Regions from separate parts of the Mus musculus genome. Here region 1 is linked to region 2. The links are chromatin contacts, called in public promoter capture Hi-C maps. All regions are on one chromosome and are shown on one strand. The core of a region is the stretch at or near the end of the contact, and the rest is flanking DNA. Distances in the headings are between cores, read along the strand shown.

Region 1 (3,251 bases), core at 700-3,199, 170 kb before region 2:
ATCCTTGTTGTGTAATGAGTTTGAAGCCAGTCTTAGATACATGAGAAAGAACAAAAGGGGTGCTCGAAAAGATCTAAGTTGGAGCAGTTCATAACACTCACCGGGAGGGGGAGCCATTGGGTCCACAAAAGTCCCATTGAAATATTCTCATTCCCACCCACCCACCCCCTTTGTGTGTGTGTGTGTGTGTGTGTGTGTGTGTGTGTGTGTGTGTGTGTGTGTTATCTCCTCTGTCCCTGTCTCCTTCATTTGTTTATTTTGAGACAGGGTCTCACTATGTAGCCCTCGGAAATCTCTAGGTACCCCAGGCTAATCTGACTTCAGATACATGCTGAGCTTGAGGTCCACAAAGGCAGAGGCAAAGCTGCAGTTCGAATCTGCCCCTCCCCCAACACTCACATGGAACTCGTAGATCTCGGTGAATTTTCTGTAGACCACCTTCTCCGACAGGTCCTGCCACTTAACCAGGAACATGTACACCTGAGGGGCATTAGAGCCGAGAGGGGCACTCAGCACCCACGAGGACCATGCTGTGCCCCTGGGCTGCCTTTTTAGCCTTGGATGGAAGGCTGAGGGGTTGTGGTGAGGCAATCTTTGGGGGTTTTGCTACATTGTGAGACTCTGTCTAAAAATACCCCTGTGATTGTCTCCAGGGGAGGGATGGAGGACATGAAGGAAACACCCAGGGTGACCGCTGTCCCCTCTTCTGGTGTGGCTTTTGGTTGTGGAATGATTCAGAACATTTATATTTAGAGAGGGAGGGAGGAGGGAGGGGAGACTTAGCTCTTAACTGCTGAGGGTCCCAGGTAAACAGCTTACAAGTGCTGGGCGGCACCATCTCTGGCCTGCCTTGGGCCGAGCAGACCCAGTGATAGAGTCTAGATATATGGGCAGATATTCCTCGACCTCATCTCCCCAGGGCAAACGGGAGACATCGTCCCCTACTAGGGATCCAAACTCAGTAACCAATATCATAGAAGAGGAGAGAAAAAAAAGCCACAGTTTCCAGGCCTCGCAGGCTGCCATGCAGGGCCACTCCTGGAGCTGACTAGACAGGGAGGTTTCCTGGTAGGAATGAGCCTTGGTCCTAGGCACTGGACAGAGGGTAAGGTTGAGCTCTGGCATGCTTGGGGGCTCAGTGTGAAGACAGAGAGGGAGGCAGCTGGGACGGTGCACAGGGGTATCTGCTCACCATGGCAGGGTCCTTTGTGAACACCCAAGAGAAGCCTGAAGCCCAAGGATAAGAAAGCCCTGTGCCTGAGAGGTCCCCACGGAGGTATATCTTCCCCTGGTCCCCCTCCCCCTCACATCCTTCCCTTGGTCCCCCTCCCCCTCATAGCCTCCCCTGGACCCCTCCTCCCATATCCTTCCCCTGTTCTCCCTCCCCCCATATCCTTCCCTGGTCCCCCTCCCTCTCACATCCTTCCCTTGGTCCCCCTCCCCCTCATAGCCTCCCCTGGACCCCTCCTCCCCATATCCTTCCCCTGTTCTCCCTCCCCCCATATCCTCCCCTGGTCCCCCCTCCCTCTCACATCCTTCCCCTGGTCTCCCTCTCTCCATATCCTTCCCCTGTTCTCCCTCCCCCCATATCCTCCCCTGATCCCCCTCCCTCTCACATCCTTCCCTTGGTCCCCCTCCCCCTCATATCCTCCCCTGGACCCCTCCCCCCATATCCTCCCCTGGTCCCCCTTCCCCTCACATCCTTCCCTGGTCTCCCTTCCTCTCATCTCCTTCCCTGGTCCAGGTGGTTTTTGGGTAGCAGCAGAGTGATAGCACTGTCCCCACTATGCGCTCCTGCAGGGCACTCTTAGGCTACTCACATAGTGCTGGCTGGGGATGAAGCGCTTCTCGAAGCCCAGCAGGGCAATATGGCGAATGAAGGTGTCCCCCATGGCTGGGCCGTGACAGGGACACTTCTCTCTATAGCCTGGGCTGGGCCTTAAATACACTAAAAAGAAGAAGTGGTTTCTGCTGCTTGTGGGGTAAGGGCGGGGAAGGCCCAGGAGGCTCTTAGACTTAGTCTTTCACTTTCTGAGAATTTTTGAGCTTCAACAGAGTGGTGGGGCAGCCAGGGGCCCTGAAGCACAGAAACCTGTTCTACCGACACCATGGCCCAACCCAGGCACTGGGGCCTCTCTACAGTTCTGAACCACCCCCAACAAACATGGGGCTGGAGAGCTGGTGCAGTGCTTAAGAGCACTGACTGCTCTTCCAGAGGTTCTCAGTTCAATTCCCAGCAATCACATGGTGGCTCACAACCATCTGTAATGGGATCTGATGCCCTCTTCTGGTGTTGTCTGAAGACAGCTACAGCATGCTCAGATTAATAAAATAAATAAATAAATCTTAAAAAAAAAAAAGCTGGGTGTGGTGGCAGGCAGAGGCCGGCAGATTTCTGAGTTCGAGGCCAGCCTGGTCTACAAAGTGAGTTCCAGGACAGCCAGGGCTATACAGAGAAACCCTATCTCAGGAAAAAAAAAAAAGCCTGTGACCCCAGCCCTTGGGAGGTAGAGGCAGGAGAATCAAGGGTTCAAGGCCAGCTTCAGCTATATAATGAGTTTGAAGATAGCCTGGCCTACGTGAGATTGACTTTAGAAGTCCTGTCTTTACAGGACCAGGACTGGACATGGCTCCGCAGATAAAGTCCTTGGCATACAAGCCTGAGGACCTGAGTTCTATCTCTAGAACCTACATTAAAGAAAAGTTTAGGGCCAGCGAGATGGCTCAGTGGGTAAGAGCACTGTCTGCTCTTCTTCTGAAGGTCCTGAGTTCAAATCCCAGCAACCACATGGTGGCTCACAACCATCTGCAATGTATAATAATAAATAAATCTTTGGGCGGAGAAAGCAGGGACTGATGGAGAGAGAAGAGTTATCTGAAGTGAGAGGGTCCGACCTGAGCAAGGGGAGGTCCTAAATTCAATTCCCAACAACCACATGAAGGCTCACAACCATCTGTACAGCTACAGTGTACTCATATACATAAAATAAATACATAAATCTTTTTAAAAAGCCAGGTGTGGTGGCACACACCTTTAATCCCAGCACTTGGGAGGCAGAGGCAGGTGGATTTCTAAGTTCGAGGCCAGCCTGGTCTACAAAGTGAGTTCCAGGACAGTCAGAGCTATACAGAGAAACCCTGTCTCGAAAAACCATTTAAAAAAAAAACTTTTTTAAAAAAATAAAGAAAAGCTCAGAATCCTCTGTGTGTGTGTGTTTGTGTGTGTGTGTAGATGCAGTTATAGGCAGTTG
Region 2 (3,150 bases), core at 514-3,013:
GGGACAACTCAAGCTCCTGTCCTGCTACTACTCCAGCCACAAAAGACCTGTACAGGCTTTCTGTTGTTCTGTTTTGCTTTTTGTGAGGCAGGGTCTCATGGAGCCCAGGCTGACCTTGAACTCCCTTTGGAGCCCAGGATGACCTTGGATTCCTGATCCCCCTCCCGTGCTGGGATTACAGGCCTGTTTACACTATGCCTGGATTCTGAGTGCTGGGGATGGAATCCAGGGCTTTGTGGATGCCAGGCAGGTGCTCTGACCACTGAACCACACCACCATCCCTTACCTGCTCATGAAGCCCCTGTTATATACCCATGTTTCTAAGGGCCAGGCTCAGCAAGAAGCAACTCGGAGCCACTGGACAGATCACAGTCACGGAAGCTGACCTGAGGACCCCTTCAGGGGCAGCCTCAGAAGGTAGAAGCCCCAAGCAAGGGCAGGCCCTTGTAGTGATATGCTTGCTCATCCATGCAGGCTTCTACCTCATGGGAGCCACAGACACCTTGGACCCTGTGAAAGGTCAGGTCACTGATGGACCGACTGCAGGGGAAGAGGCCCTGGGATGGCTTAAGGTCCAAAACCTCTAAAGCCGAGGCCAAGAAGGACAGGCATGGAGGTACCCACCCACCTGTAATCCCAGCATTTGGGAGGCTGTGTGTGCTGCTACCACCACAGGGCTTAACAACAAAGTGGGGCCCTCTGAGGAGCGAACTGCCCACAGGAGACTGGCCTATGGACGTGTCTGTGAGGAATCCTGTAAACGGATGCTCAGCCCACTGTGGGTGGTGCCCTCAATGGGCGTGGTCCTGGGCTGTGTAAGAAAGCCCAGCACTAGCAAGGGCTGAGGCAGAGAGTGAGTTAGTGAGCAGCATTCCTCCAAGATATCTGCAGAGTTCCTGCCAGCTTTCCTCAAGGAGGGACTGGGACCCAGAAGTGGAAATAAACCTTTTCCCTGCCCCAAAGTTGCTTCCCTTCAGTCGTTGTGTTTATCACAGGGGTGACAGGATGAAACTGGGACAGGGGGATGAGTGTATAAATGGTGTGTGTGTGTGTGTGTGTGTGTGTGTGTGTGTGAGAGAGAGAGAGAGAGAGAGAGACAGACAGACAGACAGACAGACAGACAGACACTCAGACACTAGGATCAGAGTGCCTGATCTGAATGTGTGGAAACGTCACAAAACCAACTATTTTAGCCAACCCGTCTGACATAACTTAGGAAGCCATGGAGAATGTAGAGCACAGAAATGCAGACCTGTAATCCCGGTGGAAAAAGAAGACTCAGAAATTCAAGGTCATCCTGGGCTACACAGTACACAGACCATGCATGTCTTAAAAACAAAACAAAAACAAAAACAAACAAACAACAACCCAGAAAACAAAACAAAGGACCCCCAAACTAAAACAGCCAGCAGTGGTGTTGCGAGCCTTTGATCCCAGCACAAGGGAGGCAAAGGCAGGCGGGTCTGATAAGTTTGAGGCCAGCCTGGTCTACGTATTAAGTTCCAGCCAGAACTACACAGGGAAACCTTCTCTCCAAACAAACAAACAAACAAATTAAAATAAAATGAAACAAACAAACAAGCCAGTAAGGGTAGACTAAGTTGGGTGTCTGAATTAAGCTCAGGGCATGAACGTGGCTTCCTGTTCTTCCTCTGAGAGACCAAGGGTTCCTTGCTCTTCCCGGAGCTCTGGGAGCTCACACACACATCTGGATACCAAAAGGCCTGAAGCAGTCGGAGAGCAATGCTGGCGTGGGGGCGGGAACTAGCTTCCTGTCGGGGGCCCTGCTTCCCCTCTCAGCCCCACCCACTGACCCAGCGGCTGCAGACTTAACAAGGCGACCATTCTTTAGGAAGTAAGGAGTTGGGGGGAGGTACAGTCCGACTAGGAGGGGTTTCATATCATTTTCCGCAGGGGAAAAAAGCCAAATGTCCTCATAGGGTGCCCAGGCTGGAAGGCACACTTCACTGACTTAGGGTCCCAAAGCTCTAGAATCATCTGCTCCTCTTTTTTGCTTTTGTGGTTCTGAGGATGAAAAATCCAGTCCTTCATACATGTTAGGCAGGGGCTCTACCACTGAGCCACGCCCCCAGCCCCTCACTGGAGGATTCTAGGCAGGGGCTCTACCACTGAGCCACGCCCCCAGCCCCTCCCTGGGGGACTCTAGGCAGGGGCTCTACCACTGAGCCACACCCCCAGCCCCTCCCTGGGGGATTCTAGGCAGGGGCTCTACCACTGAGCCACACCCCCAGCCCCTCCCTGAGGGATTCTAGGCAGGGGCTCTACCACTGAGCCACGCCCCCAGCCCCTCCCTGGGGGATTCTAGTCAGGGGCTCTACCACTGAGCCACGCCCCCAGCCCCTCCCTGGGGGATTCTAGTCAGGGGCTCTACCACTGAGCCATGCCCCCAGCCCCTCACTGGGGGATTATAGGCAAGGGCTCTACCACTGAGCCATGCCCCCAGCCCCTCACTGGGGGATTCTAGGCAGGGGCTCTACCACTGAGCCACGCCCCCAGCTCCTCACTGAGGGATTCTAGGAAGCCTTTCTTTCATAGAACGGAGCCAATTCACACCTCTTGATAATGAAGTGAATGCTGTGTCGCTCCTCCAGAATCCTCTTCAGCTTCGGCACTCCGTAAGTACAGGGTCGCTTGAAGGGGATCTTGTCTGGAATACCCACAATTTCCACAGCCTCGGGGTCACAGGCAATCTTCCTATAGGGCACAGGGACCATGTGGTCCAGGCCCAGGGCTTCCGCTGGAAGGGTAAGAACAAGGGTGAATGCAAGGGACAAGTCACAGTGGATACGGTGTTGGCCACAGTCCATCTAACACTGTTGGCTGCGTGTGCTTCTTTCAACGTTTTTAGACAAAGTCTCACTATGTAGCCCTGGCTGACTCAGAACTCACTATGTAGACCAGGTTAGCCTCAAGCTCAAAGATTTGTCTTGCTCCCCAAATGTAGGCATTAAAGAACAGTGTCCCCCAGCTACACACACACAAACACACACACACACAAATACACACACACAGGGTTTCTCTGGGTAGCCCTGGCTATCCTATAAGTCACTCTATATACAAGGCTAACCTCAAACTGCCTTCTGAGTGCCACCACAACCTGGCCCAGCATCCTTTTTCAAACACTTTAGA

What was found. Promoter capture Hi-C pulls out the DNA fragments that hold promoters and counts their contacts.
Region 1: a promoter capture Hi-C map of hematopoietic stem and progenitor cells shows a contact between it and region 2. The contact joins the promoter of Ncf1 here to the enhancer-like site in region 2. A contact is called at or near these places in 4 of 39 promoter capture datasets (the C10 cell line, hematopoietic stem and progenitor cells and liver), 1 of 115 datasets of contacts at active chromatin or transcription factors (double positive thymocytes) and 3 of 9 other capture datasets (adipose tissue, liver and pancreatic islet).

The regions. Positions count from the first base shown.
Region 1 is chr5:134,227,676-134,230,926 of GRCm38.p6, forward strand. Ncf1 (neutrophil cytosolic factor 1) reads right to left here and starts at 1,950. Exons shown (of 11, transcript NM_010876.4): 1 at 1,821-1,950; 2 at 400-480. The coding sequence starts at 1,892.
Region 2 is chr5:134,393,043-134,396,192 of GRCm38.p6, forward strand. Gtf2ird1 (general transcription factor II I repeat domain-containing 1) reads right to left here. Exons shown (of 30, transcript NM_001081464.2): 9 at 2,575-2,758. Among named protein-coding and RNA genes, the nearest start is that of Gm46925, 46 kb to the left of the region's middle. Within about 2 kb of position 1,764, at least 107 of the 459 cell types and tissues checked have an H3K27ac peak or open chromatin away from gene starts, as enhancers often do. A contact at or near this core is called in adipose tissue, double positive thymocytes and hematopoietic stem and progenitor cells, where this site is marked.